Regions from separate parts of the Sus scrofa genome. Here region 1 is linked to region 2. A link is a contact called in public HiChIP or PLAC-seq data. All regions are on one chromosome and are shown on one strand. Each heading gives the region's core, a stretch centred on a gene start, on an enhancer-like site or on the middle of the called end of the contact. The rest is flanking DNA. Distances are from core to core; before and after follow the strand shown. Region 1 holds the start of NFIX (nuclear factor 1 X-type). Region 2 overlaps NFIX (nuclear factor 1 X-type).

Region 1 (2,700 bases), core at 54-2,553, 36 kb after region 2:
CCGTGCTGGCAGGCAGGACTAAGTAGCCCCCAGGTGTCCCCTCTGCGGGAGTCTGGGTTGTCAGCCATAACGTGGCCCTGCAGACAGCGCTGCCAGGGCCGAAGTGGGACTCTGGGCAGCTTCTGTGCCCTCTCAGAGCCTGGGGCCACCGCCGAGGAGGGTGGAGTGGCAGGCCAGGCATACCCAGGGTCTTTGCCGCCTGCCGAGCTCCGTGCAGGGAAGTTCGCTGGAGGCGGGACGCGCTTTTGCAGCGCGCCAAGGTCGGCACGGCGCCCGCTGCTGACCCGACGGCGTGGCCGCAACACGGTCGGCAGCGTCCGAGGCTCCCTCCTGCCCCTCCCGCCTCCGGGCAGCGGGACGGGATTCCCCAGGCCCGCCTGGTCCAGGACGCCGGGGTCGCTGGGGCCGGAAACTTTGCGCCGAGGAAAGTTTTTTTTTGGGGGGGGACGCCAAAACTGCGGCGTCCAGGGTCGGCAAAGAGGCGCGGCCCAGGCTGGCAGCCCGCCCGTCCCTCCCTCCCCTCCCCTGCCCCACCGAAATTTGGGAGCCCCGCCATTTTCTTAGCCCCGCTCCCATGTGAGACCTGAACAAAGACTTTGGGGAGACGCCCGGGCCGCTCCGCCCGCCCGGAGCACCCCAGCGGCACGCAGGGGCCACCGCCACGCACGCTGGCCGCTGCCACCCTCGGGAACCGCTGCGCCCGCCCCAGGGAGCGCCGCCAGACCTAGTCCCCGCACTACGCCCTCGGGACCATCCCCTACCACTCTGTCACCCCGCAAACACTGCCAGCGGCCACGCTGCCCGTGTGCACGCCACAGTCGCCCACAGGTCGGCGGGAGTCCCCCTGCCCAATGCACCCCAGTCGAGCGCGCGCGCGCGCGCACACACACACACAAACACACACACACACACACACGCACTCCCGCTCCACGGGCAGCGCCACGCACACAGCCGGCCACCCCTGGAGCCCCCAACAGGAGTCTGCTCGGTGGCCAGGGTCACACGCGCACGGGGGCGCCCGCACGCGTGCCCGGACTTCCAACCGCACGGCTTGCACCCCTTGGCCGCCCGCGGGCTCACTCTCCCCAGCCGCCGCGCGCCCCCTCCGCCCTCCTGCCCGCGCCGCCGGCCGGCCTCCAGCGCCCGCTCCCCTCCCGGGTCGCGCGGGGGCGGTGGCCGGTACCTGGGTGAGGCAGTACGGGGAGTACATAGCTGGGTGCCCGGGCGGGAGCGCGGCGGCCGGCCGCGGCGAGGGGAGGCCCGGCAGGCGGCGGCCGCGCTCGGGCTCCGGCTCCGGCTCGGCTCCTCCGGCCTCCGCCGCGCTGCGCCCGCCCGGCCCGCGGCCCCGCGCTCGGCCCGGCGCCGCTCCGCGCTCGCCGCTCGCAGGCTCGGCCCCGCCGGCTCCGGGGCCGCCGCCGCCGCCGCCGCGCTCGCCGCTGCCTCTCGCGTCCGCCGCCGCCGCCGCCGCTGCGCGTCTACTCCATGCCGCCGCCGCTCGGCCGGTCACCCTCGCCCGCCGCCGCCGCCGCCGCCGCCGCCGCGCTGTGAAAGTGAAAGTTTAGACAAAGTTTGGAAGCGGCGCACTCCGGGGAGAGGGAGCTGGCGGGCGGCGCGGGCGGGAGGAGGGGCGCGGGGAGGGGCGGGGAGGGCGGGGGAGCGACGGCCGGCGCGCACATACACACATGCACGCACACATGCACACACACACACACACACACGCACTCAGGCACCCGCACGCGCGGGGGCGCACACCGGCACGGCCACCCCGACACGTGCTGGCCCGCGTTCCAACGCAGACACACGCTGACACGCAGTGGGGCTCAGACCCCTCCATACATGTCACGTACAGAACGCATTGTCATACATTCCACGTTCCAACAAAGCACACGCAAACACCTACGCACACACAGCACAGACACACAACCCACACACATGCACTGACACACACATACCCCAGGACTAGGAAAGCAACCCACAACCCACACACTGACATGCACACAGGGCCCACCATCACAAGATGACACTTGTACACATGCATTTCAACAAACCGTATTCAGACACCCAGATACAGGTGTATACACTCCAATACTGGCCTTGCATGAACACACACTGATACACACCAAGACACACACATCAGTGCACACTGACATGTACAGATTCATGCTGACATGATCACACAACTGTATCCTCACACTCTCTAGACCCACAATGCCTATGCATAGACACTCAAACACACACAACACACTCACATAAAGCTGCACTAAAACATCACAGCAGTGGTGGAAAGGTACTAACGCTCTGTCACACAAACACACCATCAGACACCTGGATACATACCAAACACAGGGAAAGCCCTGACCCTGGTAAAGAGTGACACTAGCCGTCACAGCAACACACAGGCACACATACCACACACTTGATTCCCAGATGTATACAGGTATCACACACATGGACCCAGGCCCCTCTCACGACCCCTCATACCACACCACACACACACACACATACACATCCCTGGGACCCTGATCATGGACATACACAAGTCTAGCAGGGGCTACACAGCCTGACCATCAGGGACAGAAATGGGCATTGAGGGCTCAGATACATATACTCACACCCCCTAGTGAGGCTCCATCCCCTGGGGTAGGCCCATGATCCCCCATTTCCAGGGCAGAAAAGAAAGAGAGGAGAGGCTGGTGCTGA
Region 2 (2,700 bases), core at 94-2,593:
GGAGTGGCACGGCCCACGGAGGGAAGCCAAGGTGCTCAGAGATCTGAAACCTGGGGTCCTTCTGCTGGAAACTCATTGTGTGACCCAAGTACCTTGTCATTTCGGGTACCGGGTTCCCTTCTCTGTATGGTGGGATAATAATACCTGTCCTGCCTATATCACTCAACCATTGTGAGGAGGGAATCCGCTCCAGGCAAGCTGAAAAGGCTCAGCCAGCTGACAAAAACAAGCTAATTCCTCACTGTCTTTCAAGGTGCAGTTCAAGCAGGTCATCTTCCAGGAAGCCTCCCAGGTCCTCAAGTCTGGTTCACCAATCCCTCACTACACACAGAGACCCCTGTGTGTGTCACCTGGGTACGCACACTCACACCAGGAAGGCAGGCTTAAAACTAGAATCAGTGCTAGAATTTGGGTGGTTAACACACAAACAGGACTCAGCACGGTGCCTCGGCTACACTGAGCCTTCAGTGGAAAAATGGTATTAAGGCAGGAGATGGAGCCCATGGGTATGCCCCCTTCTCTACCAACACTGAACAGAAAGTTGCTGGGAACCTGAACAAACGAGTGTCCCTTACGTTATGGAGCGTCCCCCAAATTAATAGCAAATGATGGCCCTGACCCTGGGGCAGTGGCATGCCAGGTCATCATTAGGACATCAAAAGGGAGAAGAGTTAGGAGTTCCCACTGTGGCATAATAGGATCGGCAGAGTCTCTGGAGCACTGGGATGCAGGTTAGAGCCCAGCCCGGCACAGTGGATTACGGATATGGTATTGCTGCAGCTGCAGCATAGGTCAAAACTGCAGCTCGGATCAGATCCCTGGCCCAGGAACTCCATATGCCGAGAGGCAGCCAAAAAAAGAAAAAAAAAAAGAAAGAAAAAAAAGTGAGATGAGCCAGAACATCCTCCCTATCAATGGACAGGCCACAGTAGCTGGTGGGGGTACAAGTCACTTAGGAGACAGGCCCACGAAGGGCAACCCCAAAATATATTTTTTAATCTTCAATGGGCCAGAAAATCAGACATCAGATAGCCATAGAGACAAAGTAAGGAACCCAGGTACCCAGGGGGGTAAGGCCCAGTCCAGCCAAAGCCCCCTGCCACAGCCCCTCTGCACGCTGGGACCCTTTTCTAACGCCAGCAACTCTTCGGCTCAAACGTGCTTAAAATGGCGACAGCGGCCTGCAGGGCCAGGCATTTGTCGTACTGTTTGCCACGGTGCCCTCGGTGCCAAGAAAAACCTATCATGAGAAATGCCATCAGCTATATTTATCTATCTCTCAGCCCCCCAGCCTCCTCCTTCCGTCTGCCAACCAGGCCCTGCGGAGCCCCCCTCACCCAGTGGGCACACTTCCCTGTTGCTGACGCCTGTGACCACCTGCCCAAGCCTCGCTTCCCAGCGCTCTCTTCCCAGCCCTGGCAGTCAGGCCTCCACAGGCAAAACACCCTACAGGCAGCACCCCTTCTCACTGGTGTGTTGGGATATGCCCACATATACTCCAAGTTTGCACACTCACACACCCCCCAGGTACTGGTCACAGTGTGTCTAGTCCCAAACCACAAGCATCAGTGGCGGCCCATTTCCTTTCAGTATCAGCTCCCTGCTCATCAGGCAGGACCAGCCTGCCCTCCAAGTCCTATAGGAGCCATGGGCTGGGTCCTCGGGGCGGGGGGGGGCACCCACGCTGCAGCGTCTCACAAGCCAGTCGTCAGGAGGAGCCAAGAGGCACATGGTGAGAAAGCAAAGCTGGAAGGACAGGGGCTCCTCCCGGGCCTGTGTGCCATTGCTGGCAGGACCCCCAGCTGCAGGGAAGACCTCTCACCCTTCCACTTCCCTGAAGGAGAGTGAGGTGCCCCAGCCTATATTTCAAAGTGCTAAGAATTTCCAAGGAGTATGCATGTTAAAAGGACCCCCACCCCCTTCGCATTCAACCAAGAGGGAAATGGCAGAATCTGGGATGATAAAGGGAAAACAGCAAAGTCAAGGCTCAGGACTACCCGGATCCTACAGCTGTGACGAGGCCTCTGCTAGGGACACGGCTAACGGGAATGTCTTTGGTGTCAGGCACTTCAGGCCTTTCCCTCCCCAAGCAGCAAGGCTCCAACCCGATCCTTCCTACCCTCAGGCCTAGCACTGAACTTTAAAGGTGGATCAGGGAGTACATCCTAACCAACCACCCCCAACCTCCTCCTCTTGCTTCTGGAGGCAGCGCCCACTTCCCGCCCCAGCCTTCTCCCCAGAAGGCTGCCTCTTGCCGCCAAGCCCCCAACTCAGAAAAGAGTTCCAGGGAGCCAACTCCTCTGAGAATGAAGCAACCCAAATAAAAATTTTAAAACCCAGAAGCTCTTTCTCTCCTGCCCCCTCCCCCTCCGCTGGCAAATGAAAACAAACAAGAAATCAAAGAGGCCTTTTGTGCGAGCACCGCGCTGACACTGCTGGGGCCTTTGAAAGGACTTCTGAATCGGACACTGAAGGATAAAATAACTGAAGCGTGGCAGCTCCTGAGACAGGGGGGTGGGGTGGGGGTGGGACTGATGGGGCAAAGAAAAAAAGGGGTGGGGAGGGAGACACCTTCTTCCCAGGGCAGAAAGGAGGGTGTTTAGCTGTGCCCTCTCTGCCCAGCAGCTGCAGGGCACCAAAACAGAGGGAGACCATGGCACAGCCTTCTACCCCTCCGGCCTACTCTCCCTCAGCACACCA

What was found. HiChIP or PLAC-seq counts read pairs in DNA pulled down with a chosen protein or histone mark.
Region 1: an H3K27ac HiChIP or PLAC-seq map of skeletal muscle shows a contact between it and region 2. The contact joins the promoter of NFIX here to the enhancer-like site in region 2. A contact is called at or near these places in 1 of 5 promoter capture datasets (liver), 14 of 47 Hi-C or Micro-C datasets (alveolar macrophages, brain, embryonic fibroblasts and 6 more) and 1 of 2 datasets of contacts at active chromatin or transcription factors (skeletal muscle).

Annotation. Positions count from the first base shown.
Region 1 is chr2:66,055,288-66,057,987 of Sscrofa11.1, forward strand. It overlaps NFIX (nuclear factor 1 X-type), which reads right to left and starts at 1,304. Exons shown (of 10, transcript XM_021083712.1): 1 at 1,184-1,304. The coding sequence starts at 1,210.
Region 2 is chr2:66,019,503-66,022,202 of Sscrofa11.1, forward strand. The region is part of intron 2 of NFIX (nuclear factor 1 X-type); the gene reads right to left. Among named protein-coding and RNA genes, the nearest start is that of NFIX, 36 kb to the right of the region's middle. Within about 2 kb of position 1,344, at least 9 of the 83 cell types and tissues checked have an H3K27ac peak or open chromatin away from gene starts, as enhancers often do. A contact at or near this core is called in skeletal muscle, where this site is marked.